Regions from separate parts of the Danio rerio genome. Here region 1 is linked to region 2. A link is a contact called in public Micro-C data. All regions are on one chromosome and are shown on one strand. Each heading gives the region's core, a stretch centred on a gene start, on an enhancer-like site or on the middle of the called end of the contact. The rest is flanking DNA. Distances are from core to core; before and after follow the strand shown.

Region 1 (5,989 bases), core at 1,939-4,438, 33 kb before region 2:
TTTGTCGGAGTAATAAATCTGCTTGTGAGACATTGCGTATTTGTTGTTTCTGGATGATGAGAAGAATCCGACATGTTAATAAAATAATGTGTATTGTTAATGTATTGTCTATTGTATTGAACTATACGGTTAAAGGAAATTATCAGTTATCGGTTTGACTTGTTAATACATGTAACGTTATAAACTACATAAATACAGCCTTACGACTGTTTCCCTCCAATGCTGGCTACGTTAGCTTCTCATGCCACTTTAGCTAATAAACAACATAACCACAGATTCAGTGTTTATTCTAGATAAGCATAGTCACTTACTGCTTCTTCCTGTTGTGAATGCAACAACTGTCTAAATTACTTGACAACGAGTACTTTAGTTGAAGTGTGAATCTATTTTTTTACAAATGACAAATCTACGAAAACATCCACCGTTTAGGTTTCCTCCTTGCTTGAACTTCCCTCCCGGAGATCCTCTAGCCCGCCCACAAGCGTTCGAATGTAAAAAAGTATTTTCCTATTGGACAGATGCTAAACACGTCATTTAGACAACATATTTTTATTGGCTGGAAGACTTTCTGCTATTGGATACGACGTCTGCCTGTTTTTTGGATGCGGCGCAAAATAAAAGTCGCAAAAAAATCACAAATAAAATTATATATGTTTTATGTTTAGACTGTTTCATACTAATCATGGTGCTGCTTATATATATATATATATATATATATATATATATATATATATATATATATATATATATATATATATATATATATATATATATATATACATACATATATATTCATGATTGTTTGCGGGTTTTTTGTGGGTAGGGGCTGTGAAATGATACTTTGATCAATGGTTTTATTGTTTGATGTTTTTCATTAACGCTGTCAAATTCCCTTCTAGTTTTTTTAGATAAAATAATTTATGCAGCAGGGATGTTGCTGTGAGTTTCATATTTTTATTATTTTTTTATGATTTTTTCTCAATTTGCTATATATATATATATATATATATATATATATATATATATATATATATATATATATATATATATATATATATGAAGTCTTCAGAGATGCTAAAAACCTTTATGTGCTATCTGTAATTTTCTTCTACAATGAGCATTTTTCTCAGCTACTCATGTTTATGTTCAGTTATTTCATGTTATAAGCGATGAAAATAAACAATTCTTTGCCGTAAAAGTAAAATTAATGAATCAAGACAGAAAAAAATGCAGAAAAATTAAAAAATGCTAATATTAGAATATTAGTAATTATTAAATATAGAGTATATTACTCTTCATATATATATATATATATATATATATATATATATATATATATATATATATATATATGAAGATGTTCGCTGACTAAAATATTATTTTACTAAATATATCTGTTTAATAGGTGATGCAGTGGCAAAGTAGGTATTGCTGTCGCCTCACAGCAAGAAGGTTTGCTGGTTCGAACCTCAGTTGGTGTTTCTGTGTGGAGTTTGCATGTTCTCCCTGCGTTCGCTGGGTTTGCTCCAGGTTTCCCCACAGTCCAAAGACATGCGGTACAGGTTTTATTTATGCTGAGCACTATATATATATATATATATATATATATATATATATATATATATATATATATATATATATATATATATATATATATATATATATATATATATATATATATGTATATGCATGTATGTTTACATAATTATATTTGCTTTATACACCAACAGTATTGTAAAGTATAACTCTCCATACATTGCACTTTAAAGGGAAGCCATGGACTTTTGATGATGATCCTTTCTTTACTTTCTATCTGTAGTACACAAAAAGATTATACTAATTTACTTGATTTCAAATAAGCACAAAGGTTATCGTGTGTGTGTGTGTGTGTGTATGTGTGTGTGTATTGCTGTCGCCTCACAGCAAGAAGGTTGCTGGTTCAAGCCTCGGCTGGGTCAGTTGACATTTTTGTGTGGAGTTTGCATGTTCTCCCTGTGTTGGTTTGGATTTCCTCCGGGTGCTCCGATTTTCCCCACCCACAAGTCCAAAGACATGCGCTATAGGTGAATTGGATAAGCTAAATTGTCCGCCAGTGTTGGGAATGAGATTGTATGGGTGTTTCCCAGTGATGGGTTGCAGCTGGAAGGACATCCGCTGCATAAAACATGCTGGATAAGTTGGTGGTTCATTCCGCTGTGGCAATCCCGGATTGATAAAGTGACTAAGCCGAAAGGAGAATGAATGAATGAATGAACATGAAATGAGGGTAAGACGTTTAAGAATCAATTACAGTATATAAAGTCATTACAAAATGAGATAGTTCTGTTTGCTTTCTTATTTTCAAATAATGAAATTTAAATATTAAATATATTAAAATATTTAAATAACTACTTGCAAAAAAACCTGGAAAATATGGTTTGGTATTAGTACATTTGCATTTGTGGATATGGAATGAAAAAAAATCAGTTAAATGTAGGCTATAACAAAACAAGCATTTCTATTAGTAGAGACAGATTGATAATAACCACAAATAATATCTTTAAGAGTAACAGAAACATGTTGACTATTATCTTTAATAAATGAGCCAATATGTTTGCAAAATTGTGCGTATGTGTCTGTGTGTGTGTGTGTGTGTGTGCGTCAGCATCGGATGCAGCTGTCCGGTGCCGGTGCTTCAAGTGATCTCTAGATGGCGGTAAAACCTAATAAATAAATCAGATGAGATAAATATAGCATCATTGTGATGTTTCTTAAAAATGAATTCTGATTACTGTTGCTTTCCACATTTCTACATGTTTCATTACACTTAACATTGGTATGAGTCTTCATCGTAATCCTGGGCTCATTATATATATACATTTTTAATGATATATTTCCTCGTCAGACATAAAGGAATTGACTAGATACGGTATAAAAGCAATGTTATGCATCCGTACATGCATTTGTGTCTGTGCAAATAATGGCCAAAATAACCTTAGATGTCTCGAAATGCAACAATATATTGTGAATAACGTTAATGTATGACATATGTTTCAACATTTTGGAAGCATATAGAAAAATAAACCTTTTATATCTAATTATTGGCTACAATTCTTAACTATAAGATATTTATAGTATATGGAAATAAATGAACGTAAATCCTCTGTGCTTTAGGGGGTGCAGAAATATCCGCAATCCTTACAATCAAGGCCTAAACCAAATCAAGCAAAAGACAGTGAAATACGAGATCCTGGAAGGACATAAATACACAACAACCACACATCCATAGAATCTAATTACAATTGTGATGTTTTTCTTTGAGATCAAAACTGTAACTGACATACCACAGGAGATTTAGATGCAAACTTACGCGCATAACCAAAAACCATAACGAAAAACATTTTTTCTATCTATAATTGATAACTTTATCTTCCAAGACCTGGCCGTAGTCGATCGATGACGGGAAGTAGGCGCTTCATCTGGAGCGAGGATAGTCGGGAATCTCAAAAAGCAGGTAAACAAAATAACTGCCTGTGCATGAAAAAACAAAATCCGAAAACTACACACACCTTCATTAAAATGCATGATCATGAAGGCACAATGTGGCATCAGTGTGAGGTTATTTATAAGCAGGTAAACGTTGCCGTGCACATGCAGTGGCCTGCGCTTAAATGACCCTCGCGACGGGGCAGCACAGACCCCGCCGTCATAACAGAACAAACCCAAAAATACACCCCATGTTTCTATTTATCAGCCCAGTAGTGCTTTGTTTAGCAGTCAGTCAGCATACAAACCTAATGTAAGAGACAAAATGTGTCGGAAACTCATTATTCTTACGACAGCGATTCAATTCTGTCCCCATTTGTTGTTAGCCAGGTCAGCCGCAGGTTTTAGCCGTTCCCTGTTTGTCAAAACGTTATATACATAATGAATTGTATATACTTGTAACGCGTTCTCGATAGGAACTAACCCCCTTTTTCTTGTTTATTGCTCAATTATATTTTCGTACAATGTTTTTATTCCATCTAACGTTAAAGGGGCTTGTTTGGATTCTGTTGTTGATACCATTGCTGCTGTAGCGTGCTAAACAGGCTCTGTTAACACACATGTAAATGATATAATGTGTATAATATATCATAATATCTACTTGTAAATGTTTAAAATGATTCATTCTTATATTGCATCTCTAAATACGTGTTCTGGTTCAGCCACCAACATCTAGGTTGCTATAGAGGCATTACGCGGCTGTTAGCCAAAGCTAACAAAAGCCGATGGGTGTTATTTGCTGTGGCACGATGTGTTTATATGTTTAAATGAAAACTTATACATGTATTTTTGTTGTGGAACTAAAATGAACTATTAATAAATGATGATATACATGATTCGTGATAATTATACGTGAGGCTAACATCATTCTCAGTTTACCTCAGAGGTACCTTAGCACGAAGCAGTGTCTGTTAATGTTTAGAAAAAGAAGAGTTTGAAATAAATTGATTTAGTTGGCTTTGATTTTAGTTGGATGTTTTAAAATTAAGGTATTTAAAAAAAACAGTAGACTTGCCATAAGCTGTTGCTTAAACTTACTTAGCACCTTACACATCACATTAAATCACAGCAGAATTTAGACTCAATATTAAAGAATATGAGCTATTAATAAATACAATGAGTTATTCTCTTATTAAAAGAGAATTTAATGTCAACCAGATGTTATTTACACTGTCATTATTTAGTAATTTTGTCAAATTATGGCATTCATGCAAGAGTATACTATGGAAATTGTCAGTAAATCGATTTGTTGAACATGATGTTTATAATATTGTCAATAAAACACATTTTGTACACTATTAATGAAATTGGCATTACATTGGTTTCTCATTTCATTTGTTTATATTTTAGGATTAAGTGAGTCCACTGACCCGGCATGGGGGACATGAAAACCCCCGATTTCGATGACCTGTTGGCAGCATTTGACATTCCTGATATTGATGCCAAAGAAGCTATCCAGTCAGCCCCGGATGAGGTGGAGGGGCATCAAGGAGCAGGTGGAGCATCGCTTATAAAATCTGGTGATGCTTCAGTAGGTGAAAGTTCTGCCTTACGGTCACCCAGCCCATCCACAGATTCCCAGAGCGACCCATCTATTGTCAGTGTGATTGTGAAGAACCGCGTTCGTCCTGAGCCATTTGATGGTGGCGAAAATTCAGTACCAGACCCACTCAACCATAATGGATTTGTGTCATCTGGTGGGTCAGTACATATGTCTCAGTCTCGAGGCCAGCCGAATGGTGAACAGTGGCCTGTATGTAGCTCCAAGGCAATTCCAGAGACTGCAGGACAGCATGGATCGTCTGGCGGTTCCAAACAGGGGAGCAACATCTTCAATAAGCTGAAGCCTTTGATGGCACAAGGTGCTGGAGACTCTGTCGGGAGGGCACGGAAAATGCAGCTTCTGCAACAGCAGCATATGCAGCAGGAGATGAACCTTGAAGGTGCAGACAAGGCAAAAGCTCCTGCAAATCCAAGTGGGGCAAGCGGAGCAGCATCTCCTTTCTTTCCTCCACCTAAACCACTTCTTTCCACTCCTTCCACAGCCTCATCCTCCTCGCCGTCATCATCGTCTCCCTCAGTTGGCTCCAGAGTGTCTGGGGCTGTGGCCTCGTCTCCGCTTGCCACTTCTTTAACAGAGCCGTTTAACGGAACACCACGTCTTAGTTCGTCTGCATTTAGACGTGCAGATTCAGAAGAGGAGGACTCAGATCCTGATTCTGGAGGGTCTTTAGTCATTCATGAGAGTCCGGACTCTCCTACCCCTCCGAAACTCTCACGTCGACTTCGGTCATCCCCTGAAAATTCACAGTCTCCTTCTATTCCCCCTTCAACATCCATATCACCAAATGCTTACCCCAAACCAGGTGACGTCCCCTCCGCATCACCTGCTTCTCCTCGTGCGCAACAGAATTGGCTGTCAACAGCCGCCCAAACAGGAAATGGAAAAAGTTTACCTCAAGAA
Region 2 (5,656 bases), core at 3,049-5,548:
GATCTGGTCCAGTCCACCTGAAGACACCTGTGAGTCCAGATCTGAGGCAAGAACAAGAAAACAAAAGATTTGTTGAAGGAACATCTGTAAGATGATAACAGCAATGCTCAGATGATTACCTTATGTAAATTAGAGTGTTTGTAAATTAATTTCTGCTAATTTACGTTTTTATGTGACATTCATCATCTTATGATATTTAAAAACTATTTATAATACAATATAAATAAACATAAATTAGATGTTATATTTTCCCATTATTAAATTAAATTTGCATTTACCCTTTGTTAAGTAGCGCGCTATCCTTCGTTAAGTAGGTAATCTAGAATATTTAGTATATACAGAGATCCCCCGCTAAAGAAAAAGGTTGTCAAATTAGCTTAATTGAATCAATAATTAGCAAATCCATCAGCTTTATCTGTAACAAAAAAATTAAATGGAAACCTACTGAATGGTTTTGAGAACTATATCTGCTCTCAGACTTGTATAATTGTTGTGAAAACCTGCACAAGATGCATTACCTCCATCCTCCCTTTTGTCTTCCCCCTTTGGTTTTAACAGTCCATCTTTCCAAATATCGTTGAACTGAAATGAAAGAAAGCCAATAAGATGAGACGCTGGAATGGAGAGACTGCAGATATTCACTGGCAGACCTCGATTTACCTTTGAGAAAGGCCTCCTGTGAGGATGATTTGGTGGAGAATCCTCTCTGTGCTCTGGATCTTTAGGTGAGCGGTCAGGAGACTTCAACATGAAATCTCTGATGGGATTCCCACTTCCTGTCCCACTCCTGCCTTTCTCAACTCCTTCCTGTGGAGGTGGAGCTTCTATTGACGGGAAACCTGATGGGAAGAAGCAGAACAGATGATGCTAGAAATGTATCATCACTTAAACCAGTGCAATTGTGAACCACAATCAGTTAGAGAATGTACACACAGTTGAAGGCTGACTAATTAGACCCCTTTATATTTTTTCTGTTTAACTCAAACAATTTTTTTCAACACATATCTAATCATATTAGTTTTAATAACTCATTTCTTATAACTGATTTATTTTATCTTTGCCATGATGACAGTAAACAATGTTTTACTAGATATTTCTACCCTTCTATACAGCTTAAAGTGACATTTAGAGGCTTAACTAGGTTACCTAGGCAGGTTAGGGTAATTAGGCAAGGCACTGTATAACGATGGTTTGTTCTGTAGACATACTGAAAAAAAAAAAATTGATTAAGGGGGATAATAATATTGACCGTAAAATACTATAAATAAAATTCAAACTGCTTTTATTCTAGCTGGAAAAATAAATAAATAAGATTTTCACCAGAAGAAAGAATATTATAGGTAATACTATGATAATTTCCTTGCTCTGTTAAACATCATTTGGGAAAGATTTTTTAAAAAAAATACTAAAAAAAATTCACAGAAGGCCGAATAATTTTGACTTCAACTGTATTTGAACTCAATAAGGTCAGTTGTAAAGCAGCAGTCCGCGAGTTCTGTCTCAGTTTGAAAATGCGCGATTGTGGTTATTTGCACTGGTGTAGATACTGGCCTAGACACTTTCACTCAATTAGTAATTTTAACTGGAGAATGTCATCTGAACAAGCAATAAAATACATCGGCCACTTTTGTTTTGACCAAATCTGAGGGGGAAAGTAATACAATAAATTGTGCAATGAGCTGATCTAACCATCATCAATTAGCTTATTTCACAACAAACTGTAAATTATTACCCTGTTCTGACATTGTAAGACAATTTGTAAAATTATGACAAGCCTGTCATTGTGTATTCGGCTAAGGTATGGACAGTTTAGAAATTTTTATCTTGGGGTATTTTTTCAGTAATTTGGGGTCATTTAGTACCAAAAAAGGAAAGAAATTGAATACTTTGTAATGTCAACACTCATGTTGCTCTTCTCATAAGTATTCTTTATTATTATAACATCTTCATTCATTCAGTCAGTCATTTATTTTCTTTTCGGCTTAGCCCCTTTTTTCATCAGGGGTCAACACAGCGGTGTGAACCGCCAACTTATCCAGCATATGTTTTACGCAACAGATGCCCTTCCAGCTGCAACCCATCACTGGGAAACACCCATACACATTCACACACATACATTATGGCCAATTTAGACTACCTACAGCACACTTTGGACTGTGGGAGAAACCGGCGCACCCAGAGGAAACCCACGTGAACACAGGGAAAACATGCAAGCTCCACACAGAAATGCCCAGCCGAGGCTCAAACCAGCGACCTTCTTGCTGTGAGGCGATCATGCTATCCACTGCTCACCCATGTCACCTTATTGTTTATAAATTAACTATAATTGGTCATTCAAAATGTTAAATTGAAAAGGGACAGAGCAAAGAGACACACCTCTCGGTCCAAATCCATGTCGCTCATCAAAGCGTCCCAGACCAGCAAACATCTCCTCCATGTCTCTGAAGATCTGGCCGAACATCTGAGGCTCTTCAAAGCGTGCCCCGCCTGGACCGAAACTGAATCCAAACCTGAAGGCATCGTCAAACGGATCCCGATGGGGTCTGTTAAAGTCATCCTCGTCTTCATCATCATCATCTTCATGAATCATTCCATCAAAGAAGGGGTCCCTGTATTAAAAAAAACCATGATTCAAATTGTCAGACCACTCTAAACTAAACATCACTGTAGCTGATTAATCTGGCGCAATATAGGACAAATTAATATTATTTATGCCAACAAGGTCTACATTTAAAAGAAAAAAAATCATTATTTATGTTGATTACCATTACACCAAAAGTGCTTACAGTTATATGCAAAGTGCCGTTGGATTTTTAACCACCATTAAAAACCCTTTGTATAGTTTAAAATATATTTAATCTAGGTTTGGTGTAAAAACAATAATAGTTAATTAAAGAAAATAAAGATAAGTGTAACATCAAGTGACAGGTAATGAAAATATCTTAATTATTACTAAAAATTATGAATGTTTATTTAACAAATATAACATTTTAGCATGCAAGTCTAAGCATGATTTTAAGATAAATATTCTTGGGTCAAAAAATATGCTGCTTATATTCTGTTGCTCTGCTTTTTTTTTGGGTGGGGGGGTTCATAAAACTACATCCAGTGTACATATTTGTACAGGGCATCACGGTGGTGCAGTGGGTAGCAAGATCGCCTCACAGCAGGAAGGTCGCAGAGTCTCGGCTGGGTCAGTTGGCATTTCTGTGTGGAGTTTGCATGTTCTCCCTGTGTTGGCGTGGGTTTCCCCCATATTCCAAAGACATGTGGAACAGGTGAATTGAAGCTAAATTGGCCATAGTGTATGCGTGCTTCCCAGAGTTGGATTGCAGCTGGAAGGTCATCCGCTGCGTACAACATATGCTGGATGAGTTGGCGGTTTATTCGGCTGTGGTGACCACTGATTACTAAAGGGACTAAGCCGAAAAGAAAATTAATATTCTTTTATCTTTTCTTTCATATTTCTTCTCTTTATATTAGGATATTCTGATGTCATCTGTTGCTGAATTTTTCATACTTATTACTACTTTAAAATGTGAAACCGCAATAATTAAGTCTCATTTAATTAAAGTACTTATGAAGAGGTGTGTGTTAATGTTTCAAGGAGCAACACGGTGTTTACCATTTCATGTTCTGGTGTGTCAAAATAAAAGTGAAAGAATGTTCCATATGGCTTCACATCTCTACATCTCAGCTGTTACTTACTCGAAAATAAAACTGGACCAAATAATCTGTGTACTTGCAAAGTTATTGTCTATCTAACATATATATTAAAACTTATAATGACACGAACATAATTTAATTTCAATATATAAACGCTTTTGTTTATTTAAAAATGTTTAAATGTTACTTGTATTAAAACCATTAACGATACAAAAACCTCAAGAAAGCGAGATGAATTATATTAGATTACATAACTTCTACACACAAGATTACCATTTAAACGATCATCGTTTTGCTTTAACCATTATGCTATTAACTTAACACAAAGGATGCAATTCACAAGTTACAAACCGTAATATTTGCAGATAAAATATAAATTAAGTACATAACGCACAGAACAACACAAAATACACGTGGTTATATATTTAAACATTATCTGTTTAACAGCAGCAGCTGTCAGGTGACGTTTGAACTTATTTTAACAATTTGACAAACTCACCTGCGGCCATCTTCTCGATAATGACCTCCGGGAACCCCGAAAAACCCACGAAACAGATCAAAAACGCTCATTTATGGACAGAATCCTGAGACCTTCACAAAATGCCACCATAACAAACAGAGTTGCATCAGAGATTAGCGCAGGAAGAACAGTGAGGAAACCTACTAGAGCTTTCCACCTGCTTCCGCACAAGTTTCAAAATTAAAGTCCCACACGGCATGATGTGTTCCTTCTTGCGTCTGTTATCTTTTAACGCTTTCTTTCTAAACAAATGCTTAAGTCAATTAAGTTGGATTATATTTAGTTACATAAAGTATCGATACTGTAAAATGAACCTTATGAAATTTAAAACGATTACATACACGTTTTACCGGAAGTTTATCGGCTGCATTTTGAAATTAAAAGTATATACTAAACTTTCGATAGTTCACAAATAACCAAACGTTACCAACAAGGTAATGTCATCATGGTTATACGCTGTAAAAAAAATCTAAACTATTTCTATAACTATTTGTAAAAAAAAAAAAAAAAAAAAAAAAAAAAAAAAAAAGTGTTTAATTTGTTTCAGACCGGTTAGTTTGTTTCTACTGTAAATAACAAGAATGCTGGAAACAAGTAGCCGTTGACTTTTATAGTTATTTATTTATTTTCCCCTTCTATAGAGGTAAGTAGCTACCTATTTCTAATATTCTTAAATATCTGTGTTCAACAGAAAAACAGACTATATTTATGTTATGTAGGATATGTATGGGAGAAATAAAGGACTTATACTATCAAAATGTGCAAGTTTAAACATTCATGAAGATTTTAAAATTGCTTAATTTTAATTCATCAAGTTTAAAAGTAATATCTTTGAATAAATTCTATTAAATTACTGTGTTAAGTAAAAAATATGTATTTTTAAATAAAGAGGTTTTATATTGTTGGCAAGTTAAAAAGTTAAATAAAAAGCACATCAAAAATTTAAATCTACCTTACTTTATCTGTAATCTAGTATTGGATTAGATATTTAGGTAATCTACATATGCATCGTAAACCAAATTATTTAAATATATTCTACATCCAGCAACTGTGGTAAGATTTGTATTCAGACACTTAACTATCATTTCAGTCCTATTTTTACATAATAAATTGAGAAACCAATACATTTTAAACCCCAAGGCAACAGGGCTCCTTGTATTAGATTTAAAAAATAAGATGTGAATGTACATTTGCAAAGCAACACTTGACGTGATCAACCTGAACAAAGAAGCAGACTGCAGTTAAAGAGGCACACAAACTTCGGTTTTCTTAAAAAAGACATTCACATCCCAAAAAAATGATGAAAATGTCTTTTTCTTGTTTATTTACTTAATATTTATATATATATTTTTTACAAAATAAAAAAACATTATGAAACAAAACGAAATGCTAACAAGTCTGTGTAGGGATTCGAGAGGGGAGAAAAGAAGCCATCAAACAAACAGACTACAGTACTTGTGTTTTTTATAT

Evidence for each region. Hi-C and Micro-C count contacts between places; a contact is called where the count stands out from the background.
Region 1: a Micro-C map of caudal fin shows a contact between it and region 2, with 10 times the contacts expected there. The contact joins the promoter of znf687b here to the promoter of hax1 in region 2. A contact is called at or near these places in 3 of 18 Hi-C or Micro-C datasets (caudal fin, hematopoietic stem cells and an unstated tissue) and 2 of 4 datasets of contacts at active chromatin or transcription factors (embryo and gastrula embryo).

Annotation. Positions count from the first base shown.
Region 1 is chr19:8,885,918-8,891,906 of GRCz12tu, reverse strand. znf687b (zinc finger protein 687b) reads left to right here and starts at 3,188. Exons shown (of 10, transcript NM_001347673.1): 1 at 3,188-3,493; 2 at 4,876-5,989. The coding sequence starts at 4,901. It overlaps cks1b (CDC28 protein kinase regulatory subunit 1B), which reads right to left and starts at 474. Exons shown (of 4, transcript NM_001003593.3): 1 at 312-474; 2 at 1-49. The coding sequence starts at 33.
Region 2 is chr19:8,854,026-8,859,681 of GRCz12tu, reverse strand. It overlaps hax1 (HCLS1 associated protein X-1), which reads right to left and starts at 4,298. Exons shown (of 7, transcript NM_001002337.1): 1 at 4,166-4,298; 2 at 2,377-2,609; 3 at 661-839; 4 at 519-582; 5 at 1-41. The coding sequence starts at 4,236. ubap2l (ubiquitin associated protein 2-like) reads right to left here. Exons shown (of 27, transcript NM_001083066.1): 27 at 5,451-5,656. It also overlaps a transcript of mllt11 not described here.